Regions from separate parts of the Sus scrofa genome. Here region 1 is linked to region 2. Evidence: chromatin contacts called from public promoter capture Hi-C data. All regions are on one chromosome and are shown on one strand. Each heading gives the region's core, a stretch centred on a gene start, on an enhancer-like site or on the middle of the called end of the contact. The rest is flanking DNA. Distances are from core to core; before and after follow the strand shown.

Evidence for each region. Promoter capture Hi-C pulls out the DNA fragments that hold promoters and counts their contacts.
Region 1: a promoter capture Hi-C map of fetal liver shows a contact between it and region 2, with 2.8 times the contacts expected there. The contact joins the promoter of KANK2 here to the promoter of TIMM29 in region 2. A contact is called at or near these places in 2 of 5 promoter capture datasets (fetal liver and liver) and 1 of 47 Hi-C or Micro-C datasets (embryonic fibroblasts).

What each region holds. Positions count from the first base shown.
Region 1 is chr2:69,923,855-69,926,581 of Sscrofa11.1, forward strand. KANK2 (KN motif and ankyrin repeat domain-containing protein 2) reads right to left here and starts at 1,340. Exons shown (of 14, transcript XM_021083853.1): 1 at 1,210-1,340. DOCK6 (dedicator of cytokinesis protein 6) reads right to left here. Exons shown (of 49, transcript XM_021083867.1): 48 at 2,656-2,727; 49 at 2,001-2,243. The coding sequence ends at 2,201.
Region 2 is chr2:69,648,201-69,651,002 of Sscrofa11.1, forward strand. TIMM29 (mitochondrial import inner membrane translocase subunit Tim29) reads left to right here and starts at 1,470. Exons shown (of 2, transcript XM_003123205.4): 1 at 1,470-1,611; 2 at 1,689-2,802. The coding sequence starts at 1,518. The coding sequence ends at 2,377. It overlaps YIPF2 (protein YIPF2), which reads right to left and starts at 1,491. Exons shown (of 9, transcript XM_021083826.1): 1 at 1,280-1,491; 2 at 1,065-1,125; 3 at 531-688; 4 at 368-448. The coding sequence starts at 1,095.

The sequences.
Region 1 (2,727 bases), core at 90-2,589, 280 kb after region 2:
ATTTTACAGATGAGGTATCTATGAGGTACAGTGACTTGCCCAGGGTCACCAAAGGGGGAAGTGGCTGGTAGATTCCCCATTGGCAGCGAAGGCAACTTCACCCTCCTCGCCACATCCCTCTGCCCATTTCTCTGAGAGAGACTGGGGTCTGAGCTTCTCCAGCCCTCTGAGGGTCCTCCACGTGGGAAGGCGACTCAAGGTGGAGACAGCAGATGGTGGGGGTCAGTGTAGTGGTGGTGGGTGTCTGTGGCTGAGGGTCCTCTCTTTCTATGGGACCCCTGGAGAATGGGGAGGACACAGGATAGGAAGAGAGACAGGACACTCCAAGAGAGGACAGGTGGGAAGCTCAGGGAAAGGGCGCAGGCGGGGTCCGAGGCAGGCCAGAAGTCCGGCGGGGTCTCCCTAAAGCCCCTCTCCCAGACCAGCCTGTACGTCCCTGGGGTCTCCCATTCCTCTCCCCGCCCCAAAGACGGGGGTGAGGAGGACCCCGCCCCGTGGAGGGAGAGGGCGGGGTCTGCGGGGTCCCCAGTTAATGGCAAACAGCTGCCGCTCCCCACGCCGGCCCAGCCGCAGGCCGAGGCCCAGCCCGGCCGGACGCCCGGACGCCTTCCCGCCGCCTGGGGCCTGGCTCTGGCCCGGCTGCGGAGGAGGGCGAGGGAGGATAGAGAGTGGAGGTTGGTGGGGAGGGACAGAGGTGGAAAGGAGGACGGAGACAAGGGGGAGGGTAAGGGGGAAGGCAATGATGGGGCGAAGGGACAGGGAGATACAGACGGAGGATGGGGCCGGGGGAGAGAAGCTGGGACAGGGTCAAAGATGGGGACGGGACAGCGGCGCGGGGACCGAGACGCTGGAAGTGCGGAAAGTTTGGGCATAGATAACGGAGTTGGAGGCAGCGGCTGTAGAGACCTGCGAGGTCGAGCCCGGGGGTTGAAGGCGGGATGGGGTGGGGTGGAGTGGGGACCACGCTCGAACCCCGAACCGGACTCGAACCCTGACCCAGCCCGGGTGCTACTCGCCTCGCGCAATCCGGCCGCCGCCGTCCCAGCGTCCCGCCGCCCGTGCGTCCTCCGCGCCGCCGCCCGGTCGCCCGGCCCTCGGCAGTAGCTCCGCCCCGCCCCGCCCCGCCCCCTCCAGACCACCCCCGCTCCCTCCAGTCCCAGGCAGCCCGGCCGCGGTGTAGGGGAAGTGGGGGTGGGGACACAAATGCACCTGGAGGGCAGGTGTGTGTGTGTGCGCGCACGTGGGGGTGTCCGAACTCCAACCCCTCCTCCACTCCCCAGGGCAGGGTCCTCCCGCAACCGTGTCCTCCTCGGTCTGCTGCAGCTGGGCCGCTGCGGGGGGGGGGGGCTGGAGGGGGCGGAGCTGGCGGGGCGGAGCTGGCCAGGGCCCAGCTCCTGGAGGGCCTTGAGGGCGGGTGGTGACGGCGGCGGCTATAGGAGGTCACCCCTCCCCCAGCCAGCCCAGGGCTGGAAGCCGCCCAGCGCGGGCCTGGTACACGGTGGCGTGACCACCACGGGGCAGGCAGGGGGGGCCCTGGTCAAGGCGAAGCTGCACAGGCCAAAGCTAATGCCTAGGCTCAGTTCCTAACCCTACCAAGCTTTCAACTGCTTGCTGCCTCAGTTTCCCCATCTGTAAAGCAGGGTTAAGACCATGGAGTTGATCAGATTCACCAACCATGAGGCAGGGACCTAGGGAGGTCCCTCAGGCAGAAAGGCTCATAAACAGGGGAGTGTCTTTCTGGGCACCAATTATGCAGGACTGGGCATTCAGCAAGGGTTTAGTAAGTGTTACCATTATTTCCCATGCACCCATGTGACACTGTCATTTGTGTTTTGCCTTCCTTGCTAGAATGTCGGCTCTAAAAGGGCAGGAATTGCATCTATTGTCACTGATGTGTCCCTGGCACCCAAGTGGTTCTCAGTGTCTGTGCATCAATAGCCAGGGTGTGCAGGTAAAGTGTACCCAGGACCCAGACCCCAGGGACCATACCACACAGGCTGTTTATAAAAACCATTTTAAATTAGAAAAGGTAAGGAGCATCAGTGCACACAGATGAGGACAGAGGAACAGAGGGCCCAGCCCCATGTGCAGTGTGGTCACCCAGGGCTAAGTGGGCAGTGGGGGGAGACTCTCAGGAAGGCACAGACAACTGAGGCCAGGCTGCTGGTTCCTCTGGCGTGTGGCTTCAGGCCCTGTGGGTTCAGACATCAGCCTTCCGGAAACTGGCTCTGTTCAAGGAGTTCCTAGGGGAGGAATGAGATGGATCAACATGGCCACAGGGCCCCCAACTGCATGATGCTCCCCAGCCTCTTCCTCCAAAGATCCTTCTAGGGTCTTCCTGGTTCCTTTCACAATGGTTCTAATCTGGCTACAGAATCAGAGATTCTTAGACTCCATCACTGGAGATATGAATCATGCCCCTTTTGATAGATGTGGAAACTGAGTCTTAGAAACATGAAGTCACATGCCTGGGAAATGACCTGGCTAGGATCAGAAAAAGTTGCCCAGAGCCTGCACATGTCTGAGTGTTCACATGTTTGTGCAAAGCCATGAGCACCCGTGTTGATGTGCACATGTGTAACCGCCCCCATGCTCTGCCTGGCTTTGCCTATCTGCCTTGCCTTCTCTAGGGTAGGGAGGCCCCAGGTCAGGCACCTGAGGCTACTGGCTGTGGTCGGTGCCAGCAGCTGGGGAAGGCGCTGGGTGAGCAGGGGCTGCAGAGCCTCC
Region 2 (2,802 bases), core at 220-2,719:
CTGCAGTAGTTTTTGTCTTCTCTCATTACTGCTCCTCTACCTATGCTGTTTCCTGGGCCTGGAACGTACTTAAGCTTCCTTCCACTCTGCCTGGCTAAATCTACCTTCTCCTTTAAGTGTCAGCAAATTCCTCATCTCTCCCAAGGGGTCCTTCCCTAACCCACCATATCACGTGTGTTCCCTGTCACACATCAAAATCCTTGCAGTCCACACAGTTACATCTACCAGCCTGGGTAGGACTCTTGTTCTCTCATATGAGTATTGCTAGCACTTGCTCAGGGCCTGGTGCGCAGGAAATGCTCAGTGACTAGTGGCTGAACCCCAAGTGTGACTCTGAGCCCCATTCCACCAACTCCCCGGGTCTGACCTGTGAAGTGTCCACGTCAAAGAATGTCTGATAGTAGCCAAAGGTCCAGAAACCAGGCTGCTGCTTCTCCTCCTGTAGGAGCTGAACAGTGTGGGCTTTCAGTGAGGGGTGAAGGGCAGCAGGGACTAGACAAAGGCAGGGCACAGAGACTTAGGGGACCCACCGCTGCCTTGTCACTCTCCTCTGCATCATCCTCAGTTCCATAGCTGCCCCCTGAGCCCATGGCCACAGCCACATGCCCCTGGGGGGTCAACTGATCACTTCTGGTGGTGGTCGCTTCTGGGGTCTGGGCCAGCAAATTAGTGGCTTCCTCGAACTCTGCTGAGAAGGAATATGGGACACAGGTGTATTTGAAGGGGTCAAGACAATTTGGTTCTGCCCACTGCTCATCTGGGGGCCAAGACTAACTGTGACCACCTCGGTGTTCCCCCCAACCCAGGGTACAGCTTCCTCAATTTTGGGGAGTGGGAAAGAGGTGTGTCCCCTTCCCCTCACTCCTAACACTGGACCGCAATTGAGGGCTGGTATGGGGTAGAGGCTCAGGTTTGAGGTCTGAGTTTAGGGCTGGAGCGAGGTTCCTGCCTGGGTCAGGTTTCACAGCTGACTGGGATTCCGGTTAGATGTGAGCTGGGACCTGGATGGGAGGTTCTGGCCAGTGGAGGGAGTAGGAGTGGGGTCAGACCGCGGCGGCACTCACCGTGGAAGGCCAGCTCGTCCGCCGCTGCCATGATCACTCAGGGGCGTCGCCGCATCCCGCTCTGAGGAGAGAGGCCAATCAGGCCCACCCCAACCCCACTCAGCGCCACTCCTTGAAGCCAACCCTCAGCCCCGAGCCCCGTTTGGCGGCTGACCGTACCGCAGGGGCGTGAACACAGCACTCCCGCCCCCCAGGTGCACCCCCGCCCACCTCACCTGAGGCCGCCTCAACTGGCGTGGCCGGTACTCTCTGCGCCTGCGCGACCCGCCTACCAGCCGGGGCAACCCCAGTCGGACCCGACAGCAACATCCGGCGTCGGTCCGTTTTCTATCGTCTTCCGATGGGAAACTACCTCCGGAAATGTTGACGCTTGCGCAGAAGATATTCACCGGATCTTTTTGTTTCGCATACCAGGCGTTTCTTTTCGGAGTAGGGACGCCCAGCCGGAAGAGGATGGCGGCCGCTGCACTGAAGAGGTTGTGGTCCCGAAGCCGTGGGGAGGCGGGGGACGCTGCGGCTGCAAAGCCTGGCGTGTGGGCGCGGTTGGGTGAGTAGAGGCGCTAGGCGGTGGGGGTGGGGGGCCGCAGCGGCCCGACCGCCCTCATCGCGCTTCTCTCCTCTCAGGAGCTTGGGCCCGCGCGCTGCTCCAGGACTACGCAGAGGCCTGCAGAGACGCGGCGGCGGCAGCGCGAGCCCGGCCCGGGCGTGCAGCCGTGTACGTGGGGCTGCTGGGCGGCGCGGCGGCCTGCTGCGCCCTGGCGCCGAGTGAGGCAGCCTTTGAGGAGGCGCTGCTGGATGCGTCGGGGACGCTCCTGCTGTTGGCGCCGGCCACACGCAACCGCGATTCTGAAGCATTTGTGCAGCGGCTGCTCTGGCTGCGGGGTCGCGGCCGCCTGCGCCACGTGAGCCTGGGCCTCTGCTCGCTTGTGTACGAGGCGCCGTTCGACGCCCAGGTCAGCCTCTACCAGGCCCGCTGCCGCTACCTGCAGCCCCGCTGGGCGGACTTCCCGGACCGGATCTTGGATGTGGGCTTCGTGGGCCGCTGGTGGGTGCTGGGGGCCCGGATGCGCGACTGCGACATCAACCACGACGAGTTCCTGCACCTGCCGGCACATCTACGCGTCGTGGAGCCCCACCAGCTGCACTCGGAAGCCAACGAGCGGCTCTTCGATGAGAAGTACAAGCCTGTAGTGCTCACCGACGATCAGGTGGATCAGGCGCTGTGGGAGGAGCAGGTCCTGCAGAAGGAGAAGAAAGACCAGCTCGCCCTGAGCCAAGCCGATCCCCTGGCGCCCTCGGAAGTCGCTAGATGAAACCCATTGCGGCCTGGGTCCTGACCGGATCCTGAGCCCAAGCAGACTGCCGATCAAGGATTGTGCCGTTGGTGAGAATCAGCCTCAGACGTAGAGCGATGGAAATAAATTGTGTGCAGTGATCTCTCCGTGGGTTTTCACAAAATTGAGGGCCTCCCTCTCACCTGTTCCTTGTGAGTTGACGCTAATTCAGAGCCTCCTTGGTCTTGGAGTTGGGAAGAGCAGAAGGACATGCCTTGTAACATTTATCACTGCCAGAGTTAGTGAGGAGCCTTAGATGGAAATAAGCCTTTGCACTGGGCTTAAAGATTCCTCCGACTGAGGTATCACAGTTGTTAGGTGACTCCCAAGCTCTCCTAAGAACTTTTAGATTTTCTTTTTTCTTTTTTTTGTTCTTTTAGGTCCGCACCTACGGCATATGGAGG